3 separate regions of the Mus musculus genome follow, and regions 2 and 3 are each linked to region 1. A link is a contact called in public targeted proximity ligation data. All regions are on one chromosome and are shown on one strand. The core of a region is the stretch at or near the end of the contact, and the rest is flanking DNA. Distances in the headings are between cores, read along the strand shown.

Region 1 (4,669 bases), core at 1,256-3,755:
ATTATATCATGAGTATGTATGTATGTGTAGTACAACCTGTGGATATGTTTTTAGGGCTTACCATTTGGATAACAAATTGGCATGCTCTCTTAGCATTTCTTAGTTACCAGTAGATCTTTGTCTAGGGTTGAGGCTTGGTCAGCTTTCTCCCATTCTGGCATGTCTTTTGTTCTCCTTGCTCAGCTCATGTTTGGTAGTCATGTTGATGAGACTTTATGGGTGTAGCTTCTGACATTGCCAGTAGACAATCTCACAGCAAACTCCCAGATCCTCTACCTCTTACAGTCTCTAAGCCTTCGTCTACAATGGTCCCTGAGCTGTAGGTGCAGTTATTGTGTTGTAGATGGCTCAGTTGGAACTGAGTTCCACAACTCTGTGTTTTGAACTGTTGTGGTTTTCTGCAATGTTTTCCTTATGCTACAAAGAGAAATTTCCTTGATGAGGGATAAGCACTATGCTTATCTATTGGTATAAATTTAGAGCATAGTTATGGACTATATATATTATTTAGTAAATTAGTGGTTGTAGGTTCTCTGTCAAGAAGCATGACTTCCCTAGCCCAAGGTAGTTGGCTAGGTTTCCAATACCAGGCAGTTTCTCTGTCTTTAAGGGGATTTAAAATTTTTATTTGTTTATCTGTCCATCCATCTGTCCATCTGTCTGAAATCTATCTATCCGTCCACCCATTTAGGTGAGGCCTGAGAGACAGAGTCAAGGAAATGTCACCATCTTTAAAAAAAAAAATTAAGAAGGACCCTTTCTTTAAAAGACCTTAAATTATTTGCTGATTATTTATTCATTTGTTTTTATTGCCATGCATAATTTTGATGGAAACTTTGAACTGATTACACTAAGAGCTTAATTACTAGTAAGTGGTACTCCTGATACTTCTATGGCCTGTCTTGTATTTTGAGAGAGCAATGTTTGCTTTGGAGAAATGGATGAGAATATTTGAAGTCCTGCGACTCTCTCAGCCATTTCCTGCCAGGAATCTCAGCTACTTGACATTTTTTTCTGTTTCTGTTTGTTTGTTTATTGTTGTTTTGATGTTTTCATTTTTCTCTCTTTCTCTCATTCCCCTTTTGTAATGGTAAGGATTGAGCCTAGGGCCTTGTACATGGACACATATTCTACCAGTAAGCTATATCCCTCAGCCCTTGTTTGACTCATTCATCATGTTAAACTACATGACCTTTTGTTTTGCTTTGTTTCTGTTTGTTTGCTAGTTCAGACAAGGATTTTCACTTGAGACAAATAATGGTTGTGAAATGGTTTAGGCTTCTCTAAGCTCTGCTGTCAATCTCCATTCTTTTTCCTTCACTTCTTCAGAATTGCCAGCGTGTGTATAGAGTGATAAGATGCTGGGGTGGTCTGTTTCCTTATGTTCAAGGGTAAGAGCAAGACTTGGGCACTTGAACTTTCCTGTAAATTTCTCTGTTTCCAGGCCAGGGTAAATGCAGGAATCCAGGTTAGACGCAGGAGTCAAGTTAGGTGCAGGAGACCCATGTCAGAAACTGAGGTCTTGACACACTAGTCATTACAGCCTGGTGGCAACAGTTCTGTTTCCCTCTAGAAGGGAGGGGAGGGTGTTTGTGGAAGTGACAAGAAGTCTTGGGAAATGTTACAAGGTAGGGGGTATTTGTGAGTGAAATGTGAAGCCTCTAGTGTCATTTGGTAAAATGTAATAATAATACTTGTGTCCTCCATAGAACTTTTCTTGGCACTCTCCATCTCTTGACCATTTCTTCCATGTGAAAATGATAGACTAATGGACATAGAAGATGCAGGGCTGTGCACATTGTTAGAGCTGTAGCTGGTGCATTTGATGTTTAGCCATTGCATTATACTAAGACTCCTTAAGTAATTTAGCATCTTACAGCCACATCAGTAGGATCTACTGTACCTGTTGCATAGTTAATATACCTAGACAAGTGTTTTGGATAAGTTTATACACGGACCTAAAGCAGAATCCTTATGTGTATCCTACCTTTATTCTTTCGATTATTTAAAAAACAAGAAAGAACTTATGAACAGATACTGTTGACCAAGCTGTGTTTTACTAATGGTTGCTTTTGCATTTTAAGCTACAATAGTATTAGAAACCTACATCCAGATAAAAGCTTTCAGATATCCCTACTCCAGGAATGCTTCTTTACAGATGACATCAAGGCCCAGAAAAGTGAACTGTAGTGATCAGAATTCGTGACGGTGTCAATCAGTTCATGACAGCATTTACAGTAAAAACAAGTCCCTTGGTGTGTTGTTAAATTTCTTTGTATATTATCAAGCTTACAGATTCTGAACTGCAAAAGGTTCCATATTTATTGCTGATGGTTTTGAAAGGCTTCTCAGTTTTATGCTTTTCTTTACAAATCGTAGTGTTTAATAACCCTCCAGGTTAAAATCTTGGAGTGTTTAACCTCCAGTCTAAGTTTAAAATCTCCAGAGAGAGATTGCTAGTTTTGTAACTATAATGCTGTGCATTTCCTTAAAATTTTTACAATTTAATTTTCTCAAAGCTTTTAAATGTAAAGAAAAATAAAATCATGGCATTTATAGGAAGAGAATGGAACTAGAAGTCATTACTTTAAGTAAAACAAATCTGATCAGAAAAACGTGTTTTCTCTCATGGGAAGAACCTAGCTTGGAGGTATGCATACCCTTTGGGGGAGGGAGATCTGAAGGGAAGATGGTGAAAGGAAGAGTGGAACCTGCTCCACACAGAAATGCAGAAGAGGAACTGTTTAGGGAGGGAGGTGACTCAGAAGGAAGTACAACGGTACCTCTATGAGGAAATGTCATAGTGAAATGCGCTAGTAACAAAGAAAAATAATAAAACAAACCTTAAAAGGCACCGGGCCTTGGGCTGGTAGAGTGGCTGTGGAATGATGGATGTGTTTTAGCTTGCTGAGTATAGGAAAGCTGCTTTAGTACAGCTGAGGAAGTCTTCCTAGAAGAATCTTAGAGAATTGATGACTCAGTGTGGCAGTGTAGACACACAGTGGACTTGCAGACTTGTAGACTAGCTAGGAGTCCCTGTGGCTACGTTCGTGCTGCTTGTTGTGTTTGCTGTTTCTGGATTTATACTTTGTGATTGTAAATGTGAACTTCTGGAGATTAATACTTAAATCTGCTTTGTAGTTAATCATATTAGAATTGTCTGTATTATTTTGTTTATATTTGTAATTTTAACTATGGAGGGACCATAAGAAGCTGAAGAAATTTGTGTTCTGGTACAGAATCCTCATCTTCTTTCTTTTATGTTAAAGGAGGAGGCAATTGGCCTGTTGTGAAAAAATTGTAGACTTTGCCTAAAATGTGTGTTTTTTTTTTTTTGGCTTTTACTTATAGTACTTTCTTTCTCAGAGTCCTGTAGTTAGGTCTTGATATGATGCAGGTTGGATTTGCAAGCTGACCATAAAATGTAGCATTGTGTTCTTAATGCTGGAACAATACTTCAGGTTTTGAATATTGCAATGAAGTTCAACAGTTGCTACTTCCTATAAAGAAAAAATATCTCAAGGGCGAAGTAACTGCTCAAGGGAACAAAGACCCATACCCTTATTCAGTCAAAGAAGTGTGTTGCCCACTTTACTGGGAATTATTTACTTGTATAGTTGATATTTTCCTTTGTGAAAAGGTGGCAAATTATCCAAATCCAAAGTCACTGAGGGTGAATCCCGACTGACTGCACATGCGCGCGCGCGCACACACACACACACACACACACACACACACACACCCCGCGCCAGCCCCTCCTGCTGTAAATTACCTTCTGGGGTTGGTTTCCACGTGTGCCTTGCTGTTTGCAAATGCACTTAGGGTTCAGTGCTGCAATACATGGTTTGCGGGATGTAAACTATGAGGAGAGTGTAAGAAAGACCTTTTCAGAATGGCAATGAGCGCAGGTTTTGGAGTAACTTTCCAAACTTGAGGGAAGACACTGCCACTAACCATACGTAGTGTCTGTTCTCCCTGGCCTCCAGCAGTGGCAAGGAAAGTAACCTTAATGCTTAGTTCTCTTATTAAACTTAGGGGAGGGATTGAAACGTTTCAGTTTGCCTTTTCTTTGCTTACAAGTTGGTTATTAGGTAGGTGTGTGTGTTTTGACTACGTGAGTGTGTGTGAGAGAGAATGTGTGTGTGTGATTAGTTTACTACCTCAGTTTGTCAACTTTACTAAAATAACAATGCCAAGCTTAATTTTAAGAGATTTCATTATTTTCTGTGAGAAGTGAACTTTTATAACCTACTATCAAGGTTATCCCCCTACCCCTGTTTTACTTATTAAATCCCCTCATCATAAAATTTTCTTGCTTAGTCCTTATTTTTAAATCAAACAAGTTGTGGTTGCTGTTGCTAAAACAAAAAACTCAGTATAATTTTCTTGTAATGTCAATTATCATGTGTTCTCTTCTGATGCATACTGTTTGGGCTATTATCTACTATCTAGCAGTCCACTGATTCATAAAGCTGTGCAGTTTTAGGCTTTGAAAGATTTAAGCAGTTACTTAATACAAACCCATTTGCAAAGACCACACTGCCCTGATTCATAGTCTTTCTTTGTCATACTCAACACCTGGCTTCCTAATTTTGTTCCTTGGATTCTCTCTGCTGTACTAAGCTCTACTTAATTTTTTCCTTTTCTTTTTGATTCCTAAAATAGAAAC
Region 2 (4,669 bases), core at 631-3,130, 420 kb after region 1:
ACACTTCCTGATCCAATCACTCCTCAAGGCAATACTATATGGAGACTAAGCCTTCATCAGAAAGGCATTTGGAACTATTTTATATCCAAACTATAATACCCAGTAGAAGATCATTTCCAAAACCACTATCTCAGTCTTTGTTGAGTGCTCACCATGTGGCCAGCTCTTCCTCTATATGAGAGAAGCTTTCATATATAATTGCCCATTTATAATTATCTAGTAGAGACATGGAAGTTCAGAGTCTTTCCCAAAGTTGTACACTGATAAGTCAATCAACTTCCACTTAAATATGGACTTCTTAGCTGCCAAGTATAAGATGTGTGGCTTTCAATAAATGGCTTTACACCTAGGAGCCGTGGCTTTTTAACCTGTCAGTTGGAAATTTCCAATCAGTTACAGATGTTCCTACAGCCTCAGTACCACTTAAGAGACCACATGGACACATCGTATACATCACAACACATAGCATGCAGAGAGCACTTAGAGCTACTCTAGGGAAGAGCAATCAGAAGTACGTTGGAGGTGCACTTACACACAAAACAAACATAGTAGTTTAGTCCAAGCTGAGGGAAAACAGTCCCAATCCAGCTGGCAAGTTGTGTCGTTCACTTATGAGCCACGAGCCATTTGTTATAAAAGAGAACCTAACATGAATTAACCACTAAAGCCACATTTAAACAGGACTGATGCTGTGGACTAGGTAACTGAGTCAACAGCTTAGCATCATTCTCCCTTGGCTTTGGTACTTGCTAACTGTATGACCTTGGTCGAGTCATGTACTCTTTCTGAGCCCAGCAACCTTATCCATAACATGTGGGCTCTAAGTAGCATATCACACAGAATGTTACGATGATGAAAAAGACCACTCAGCCTAAGCTGATGCACACCTTTAATCCCAGTACTTGGGAGGCAGAGGCAAACACATCTCTGTGAGTTCGAGGTCAAGCTGACAAGTTCCAGGACAGCCAAGGTTACACAGAGACGATACCCCTCCAAAAAGACCATTCATTGGGCAGGAGAGACGGCTCAGTAGGTAAGGTCAATGGCTGTTTCAGCGGACCTACCTTCTATTCCCAGGCCTGACCAGACCTCTTACAACCACCCAACTCCTGTTCCAGGGGGTCTGATGCCCTCCTCGGGCCCCGGCAGGCACCAGACACATACATGCTGCACAGGCACACATGCAGGCAAGTCATACACATAAAATGAAATATTAAAAAAATTACATGCATTAAAAGTCCATAACACAAAGGTGAGACGGAGCTCAGCTGCTACTTCATCTCCTCACCTCTGGCTCTGTATAATGAGCGGAGGTTTAAGAGGCAGGGTGAAACAAGACCAAACAAAGCCAGAACAAGCCAAAGCTAAATACCTGAAGCAAAAAGTACAGTTGAGCATGTTGTTTGGGCACTCGAAGGTGAGAAGTTAAGGACGAAGGATGGAAGGATTTGACTAGAGCTATCAGAGAGAACACACAACACCCAGATCTGAATTTCAGATGAACAATGGATTTCTTCAGTATCCCAAATATTGCACCAGACATTCTTTTACTAAATAAATTATTCATTGTTTATCTGAAATTCTAGTATAAATGGGTGTCAGTGTTTTCATTTACCAAACCATGCAACCTCGACAGCCTGATTTTTGTAAGAAATCTCTTAACCCTGTAAGGACACTCGGAGTTCAGAAGAGCCTGACGTGGGCAACTGCAGAGCCATCCTGGGAAAGGTCGCACCCTCTGCCACCCTTTGTTTTGTGAAGCAAGGGCCTCATGGGGAAAACCTCAAGTGAGCAATTTTCCCTTCCCTGCACCCTCCACATGAGCCTGCTGCAGAGAATGCTGGGGAGCCTGCTGCAGCCTCCTTACCCGCTTGGGTCTCTGTGACCCAGGTTTTCCTTGGGTGAGGCCCTGTGGTCACGCTATAGTGACTGTTTGAACCCCCACCACACCCTGCTTGGTTGCCAGTGGGTGGGGGCAGAAGAGGTAGAAACAGGGAAAGAATGCTTAGCCGTTTTGATCAGCTGGGTTGTGCTTTGTCAGATGGTCTCACAAAACTTTAATTCCTGCTTTGATGCCTAGTGGCCGCACAGTGTCCTCGCCAGGCTTGTCTTAATAGGCTGCTTGCATGAAGTCAGACGGATCGCCTTTGTTGCACTTTCGTACACCTCATGACAGCGGCTCTTTTACGTTAAGGAGGAAACTCTGTGGTTAAACTGTAGCCTAGGTATTTTTAGAGCCGTTACCATGTTAACCAAATTTCATACATTTCACCTGCAGGATATGCAGTAACACCAAGGCCTTCCCTAAAAGCTAACCAAAAAAAAAAAATGTATTTAAGCAATTAATGCAATTAATACTGTCTTTAGGACTAAGACCATGTTATCTGAGAACAGAGTCGCTGGTGCTGACACCTTTTCTCTTCTATTTTTTTTCTTTTTGAATGGATGGATGGTAATGTCTTTAAGGGAGTACCTTTTTCTTTGATACAAGTGACTTGAAGGGCCAGAACCAAAAGCTTAAAGCTGGTTAGTTCTAAAGGTCAGAGCCTGAAGGCAGCGACTCCTTTGTGAATCATTAAGCTTTCCTAAGCTGCTTCTGACAGACTTCTGGCTTTGCGCCACCTGTCTTGGGTCATTTTACACTGCGAATCCTTATGCTGTTCCAGTTTTTAAGTCAGTAGCAAAGGTTATGAGAAAGACAGAACTTGTGTTGCTGTTGTTTTCCTTCTCAATCCGGCATCGCCCCTAAGCTTTCAGAGCACAGAGCCAGTTTGTGTTTAGGGCATCTTCACACGCCCTACTAGAGAGCATTTAAAGAAGACCCATGGGTCCACAGATGAGCCAGATGTGATGGAAGGGATACCCATTAGCAATAAAGTGAGAGTCCCCATCACTACTGACCAGTGATTTTCACCACTAATCCCAGCACTGAAAGTTCAAGATAGAACTAATATCTGAGGTGCTATCAGATATTATCTTCCATCATCAGTTAAACTGGATGAGTTTTGACATACTTAGAATTCGCTGTGTTAGCCCAATGAGGTTCAAGTGACAGGACACGTCACTGCCAAGTTCTATGCCAGTTTATCTTCTAGTCATCTGAATAAAAGTCACTCTGCACCAAAAAAATTCTCTTAAACACAACGAAATTCTGTTTTATGGAGCCAAGGGACATTAAGCTGCTAAAACACATGCTTTCAAAATCGAATGTGGAATAGCTGTCCTGTTTCTCAAGGGAAAAAATACACAGTTAAACCTTGCTTATTCATAATAACCCAAACTTCCGGAAGGCTTAAGCATTTGGAATTGCTCCAAACCCAAAAGAGGGGAGGAGGGAAAGGGAAGGGTTTGGAGAGCAAGGGGATGGGGGGGGGGGGGGGGATGGAGGGAGAGAAGGACAGAATGAACCAGCAGCAAGCAAGCCAGTTTTTAGAAGTAGACCTGAAACCCTAGCAACACTGAAAGAAGACCTGGAGCTTGCATCTGATTGGCTTACCAGCCAGCCGGAATGCTGAGCTCTGATTGGCTAGTGATGATGTCTCCAAATAATCAGCCTTTTGCAGGGAAGCAAATTTATCTGGCAGAAAGGACAGGAGGTAGAAGAAGCAGGCAAGAAGCAAAGGGAAGCGAACAGGGCAAAATGAATGACAGGTTATTTGTAACAAAGGTGGCAGCTGAGACGACAATGAGAACAAGAATCACTATTTATGTAGCTGCTTACAGTTTTTACAAACTAGGCTCCCTGAAATTACTGACACTGTCTTCAGAAGGACCTTCAAGGATTGCAGAAGTGAAATGACATTCCCCAGGTTACACAGCGAGTAAGAAAAAAGCTGAGGTCACCGGTCTCTAATCCAGGGCTGTTGACACCACAGAGTCTCTGGAGAGAATAATTTGGAGTTATCCTGAGGAATTGAGCTAATCCTCTGATCACAGAAAAGACCACCAGCAGCCACATCAGCTACAGTTTAGTGGGAGATGCAGAAAGGGCGTAGGGCTCACTGCCCTTTGCTACACAGAGGTTGAAATCATCGCTCAAGAAATATCTCCATGCACATTAGGAAGAACGGCTAGTGTGGTAGAAAGGAGGCTTGCATCTTGAGTGCTCAGTGCAATCATTTATTTACCCGGGATGGCTCACAGTGCCAACAACAGCATAATCATCTGTCCCCCAGTTGTTCAGCTATAAATGCGCAGATCATTTTTGTTTCAACTTTCTTCCCATATGCGATGCCTCTGTAAGGCCTGTAGCTGTCACTTCTAAAACCCTGAAGCCAGGTGCTTATGCCATATCGCTGGCCGCCATACTCTCCTCGGAGCCACTGTACTGTTCGACTGGGGTTTCAGTTCATTGCTCCAGCTGTGGTTTTGTGTTTATACCCTCGCTTCCCTAACTTCATCTTCTTCCCGCCCAGTCAATTCTCTGGAATATGTCAAATGCTTAAACATTACACTAAAAATGACATTCAAGGGTTCTAGCAGGGCCCAGCCTGAGTTCACTGTAAGTGCCTATGCCCAGGGCATATTGCTCGACACATGGTGGCCTCCTTTGTGGCTCTAGAGCAGAACCTCTCTCTCCAGTGCTGTTCTTGTCTTCATGTCATCAGACTTCAGGCTCACGTGGCTTTTCCTACAAGCTGATCTAAGTTCCCTGTTATTTTCTTATATG
Region 3 (4,669 bases), core at 679-3,178, 300 kb after region 1:
TTAGTCGCAGGCTGGGCTCTCGGAGTGTTGAGATATGGATTAAGAATACTCCGTTCAGTGATGTTGAATGACCAATTGAATATTTTTGGTGAGTATATTTTGCATTTTCCTCAAAGTTAAATCTTTGGATCTGAATGTCATCTTGTCTGTCTGCTCAGCATTAATTCTGCAATACTGGGACCAGCACATTGATGTTTTAAATCATAAGAAGAATCTGCTTTTATTTAATATCTTTGTCCCTCTATGAACTGTGGGGGAAAGGGAGTTGTCAAGCCTGTGTTCAAACCAAAATTTGCCAAAAAATCCTTTAAAGTAATAATCTTTAGGCAAGACCAGTAGCACTCTCTTGTTTCATTTCAGTGTGTGTGTGTGTGTGTGTGTGTGTGTGTGTGTGTGTGTGTGTATCTTTCCTGTGTTTCCTGCTCCCACCTGAACTGCACAGTAATTAAAAATCACGTCATCTCTCCAGTTGTGCATCAGGGCTACATGCATGTCACTTGGCCACTCTGCTATCTAAATCAGGTGTTGGGGGTGGGGTGGGGAATCAAGGTTAGTGTGAACAGCTGGCATCTGCGTCCGGCCAGGCCAGCTGAACTTCAGCCTGAAGCTTGGCCCAAGCCCAGACTGATAAAGCCTTAGCTTAGCTCTAGATTTCTACAGAATTAGTGTGCAGAATGTAAAGACATGAAGACCAGCTCCATCTGCTGTGCATGTCTCTTGAGGCCATTGGGGGCTTAACTTGCTTTGGGGGAGAAGACAGTAGAGTGGAGTGGGGTGAACCCGGGGGTATCTTTGCCTCTGGCCTGTTTCAACCTATCCATCAAAATGCTGACCTATATTCCAGTGACACATATTAGATCCAAGCAGGACAAACTACCCAGGGTGTCCTCCCCCCTCCCACTTAGGCAAGGGGGCAGCCACATCTGTTCTTTCTCCTCAGGCTCCAGATGTGAGCTGTGAGGGGCAGAAGGAAGGTTGTTAAGAGGCAAGTCCGGTGCAGCAGGAACAGCACTGCATTCTCAGGAAAGCAGCAGTAAGCAGTGGGGTGAAAGAAAGAAAGATAGGTTTTCGGATCCCCAGATCTCCCCCCCCCCCCAAGCCATTGTTTTTAAAATGCTTTCCTGTATTTCTGTAGAGTGGGCAGATGGCAAGATCCTGGAAGTGTAAAACAGCTACAAGAAACAAGATGATTCAGACAGAAGGAGTATGAATAAATCCTGGCTGGTCATCTCATTATTAATCAAGATACCACCACCCACCCTCTACCGCCTTGTAAGTGTGTGCGGGTACAAACACACACACACACACACACACACACACACACACTCACTTGCTTGCATCTGTGCATACATGCATCTCCCTCTATTGCTGACTGCCTTATACCCCTGAAGTAGACTCTCTCACTGAACCAGTGCCGATTTTGTTTTTTGCCTAGGCCGTGGGCTAAAAAGCCACTGTAATTCTCTCTCTTGTCTCTGTCTTCCCTGCCTCAGTGCTGGAATTACAGGCCCACTTGGGTACATTCAGTTTTTTATGTGTGTGCTGGAGATCTGAACTCAGATCCTCACATTCAGGAAATAAGTGTTCCTACCCACCAAGCCTTCTCCTGAGCCTATCTTTAAGTTTTCATGCCTTGTTTCATTTTTAGAAGGGTGCAGTGTACAGTCAGAGCTCTGTTTGAGGCTTTGGATAGGAAAAAAAAAGGCACCATTTTTACATTTTACTTATTTTGTGAATTGGCTCATTTGGAAGATGTGGGGATGAGACCACTCATTGTCAGTAGAGGAAGAAAGAGAAAATGGAACTCCTATGGAGGACGCCAGAGCCGAGAGTCAGGGCCACAACCAAAAGCCAGGGATGGTGCCCTCTAAAGCACAGGAACTGTGCCTAAGAGAGATATTTTCAAGTGGGCCTGTGGTTTACCACAGTGTCCTCGTGATCAGTATAGTGGTCAGATGTCAGGCGTAACTGAAAGTAAGTTCGTTTTCCCACAGTGGGGAGAGAGAGAGGGAGAGAGAGAGGGAGAGAGAGAGGGAGGGAGAGAGGAAGGGAGAGAGAGAGAGAGAGAGAGAGAGAGAGAGAGAGAGAGAGAGAGAGAGAAGCAAAAAAGAAGAAAACATTTGCTCATATGAAACGAATACTTTTCCATTTTAGAGCTGGGCTGGCGCAGGCTTGAAAAAAACGTACCATCACCCGTGTGATGTTTCTGAAGAAAGCCGGAGAAGCAGCAACAGTTGGTGCCTTTGATTAGCAGAACATTTCAATCCCCACCCCATCTTTTCTCCAAATAGTCGTTCACAATGCGAGTGCTCAGCCCCACTGTTTGCTCGGTTCAATAGATCTGGGGGCAAGGGTTATGCCTTCCTGTTACCATGGGGCTGGCAGAGAGAACTGGAGGCCAGTGATCTTAGTCTGAGCTTCAGGATCATGGCTAGCTCCCTACAACTGTCCCCAGATGTTCCCAATTCAACCTGCAGTGCAGATTACGTAATCATCTCTTCACGACGCATGAGCATAGGGGGAACTCTGGGCTCCAAAGAGTTAAATTGTCATCTGCAATGGAATAAATGGTTTAACCACAAATTCATCCTGTGCTCGCCTACTTATGTGTTACCCTGGGTGCATGCATTTCCCCCTTTCAGATATTATTATCTTTTATGATATCATATCTTAAAATGGCTCCTCTGTCATTTAGGAGCAAGGTCTCCTAGGTTCACCACCAGAAATGGAGCTGAGTGCTTTCTGTATTCACATATGTCACATAAGCCCTGGGAATACAGGGTGACAGTGTACCACTCACTGCCTGGAAGACAGGAAGCTGCATATTCTAGGCAGCCCTGCATCCCACCTTGGATGCCTTTTCTTTCTGTCCTGATCCTTAGCAAAACCAAGCATCCGAACCTGATCTTTCCATCTCCCTGAGCTGGGACTACCTTGAGCATCCAGTGTGAAATTTCCTGCTGACATTGTTTTGGCTGGATTGCTAGCTACATGTGGGAGAATTTAGCTCAAACAGCACAAAGCTAATAGCATGCCTCTGTGCAGTCAAAGGGAGATCAGTAGAAAAAAGGTGACGTCATGGATATTTCAGGGACTTCAGGTCTGCTGTGCAAAGCGGCTTCTTCACTACACATAAGTCAGAACCTGGAATTGAGACAAAAAACAACTCTCCCTTCTCATAAATAGCTGCTCCGGGACTCAAAAATATTCTAAATGCAATGGTTCAGATATGGTCCCTTTTCCTTGGAGATCCATCTGATTTCCCAAGTCCAATCACAAACTTCTTAATAGCATGTCATGAACCTCTCAGCTCATTATTTTTCTTCAAAGCTCTCCAGCTCGCCAGTGTGCAGCCTGTGAAGTGTCACCCAGTGAAGTGCTGCACCATAAATAAGCATGCGCAAGACATGCTAAAATCCACCCTTCACCGCTCCTGGCTTTTCCTCCAGGAGTGCTACCACTCCGACAGCGGTGTGGGATTTGTTGCATTACCTCTGAATCTAGTTTCTGTTCTTTGAACTTCGAATGTGTCCAGTGTGTAATATGGAGAGTGTAATGGATTTGTCTTGTTTATACAAATCACATTTTTGTCTTCATGCTCCTTCGCCTTTCTTCCCACTGTCTCTCCCTCCGAGAGAGCGTTGTGGAGATAAAGAGGATAGGTATATAGAAGTAGCAAGCACAGCTTTACCCATTCAGGACTACAGGAAATCAATGCATTAGATTATTTACCATGTCTCTAATACCAGTGTTTCCTCTGATGTCTTTAAGTTGTGAGCAGACAACCATTTTACATGTGTAACCAGCCATGAAGTCTAGCCCTGTGGTACAGGCCACTGTTGTGATCAATAAACGTCACACAATGTGTTTGGACTAATTTTTTCACTGTATGGTAATTAGGCACAAATGGTAAGCAGTTGACTCATGTTGCTGTCCTTTTTGTTTCATTACAAACTATGGTAACTCGAGGACAGTTTGGGAGCCACCGAGATGGTTCAGAGGGTAAAAGGGCTTGTCTCCGAGTCTGACAGACTGAATTCCTGGAAATTACATGGTGGGAGGAGGGAGTTGATTCCTCCAAGGTGTTTTGTGACTTCCACATGAAAGCTCTTGGACACACACACACATATGAGGGTGGGTGGTGGAAATATTAGGGCTGCAGAGATCAATCAGCCATTAAAGGCTATACTTACAAAAACAAAACAAAAAAACATGGGAAATAAGGTCATGGGAACAGCTATTACATCCTTCTCTGTACACACACACACACACACACACCTCTGTGAACACACACACGAAGAGCAAAGAGCATGTAAAAGGACACTTTACTAACACCTGAGGCTATAAAGATACAGCCCAATGTATGGGTTGAGTAGAAATTTGTGGCCTTCCCAGCCTTGAGAAGGCTGAACAGACCTTGAGTGCTTGTCACAATAGGCTTTATCGACCTTGGTGGAGTCATTTGCCTTGATTGCGCATGCAAGTTCCCACAGGAACTTAGAAGACTAGACTGCCTACATAATCCAGCTGAAACAAAGGATGGGGTCTGTGGGCTTGCCCTATATAAACACAGTGCTGAATTAAACTTCGAGCCTTGATCTGAACCTTGTCTTGGCTTCATTCTTTTCTCGTCCCGTCCTTTATCATTTCCAGCCCCCCTTTCAGGTAA

What was found.
Region 2: a contact with region 1 is called in a targeted proximity ligation map of acute myeloid leukemia, with 8 times the contacts expected there. A contact is called at or near these places in 1 of 39 promoter capture datasets (the C10 cell line), 16 of 484 Hi-C or Micro-C datasets (CD4 T cells, the HPC-7 cell line, bone marrow-derived macrophages and 10 more), 18 of 130 datasets of targeted methods (the 230-238 cell line, CD8 T cells, the NIH/3T3 cell line and 10 more) and 1 of 9 other capture datasets (embryonic stem cells).
Region 3: a contact with region 1 is called in a targeted proximity ligation map of bone marrow-derived macrophages, with 4 times the contacts expected there. A contact is called at or near these places in 6 of 130 datasets of targeted methods (the 230-238 cell line, DN3 thymocytes, bone marrow-derived macrophages and 2 more).

The regions. Positions count from the first base shown.
Region 1 is chr19:32,802,111-32,806,779 of GRCm38.p6, forward strand. All of the region lies in intron 5 of Pten (phosphatase and tensin homolog), which reads left to right. Among named protein-coding and RNA genes, the nearest start is that of Pten, 47 kb to the left of the region's middle.
Region 2 is chr19:33,220,876-33,225,544 of GRCm38.p6, forward strand. It overlaps the pseudogene Rnls. Among named protein-coding and RNA genes, the nearest start is that of Mir3970, 66 kb to the left of the region's middle.
Region 3 is chr19:33,099,598-33,104,266 of GRCm38.p6, forward strand. Gm29863 (a long non-coding RNA gene) reads left to right here. Exons shown (of 5, transcript XR_386659.2): 3 at 1-88; 4 at 1,136-1,272; 5 at 2,155-2,564. Among named protein-coding and RNA genes, the nearest start is that of Gm29863, 16 kb to the left of the region's middle.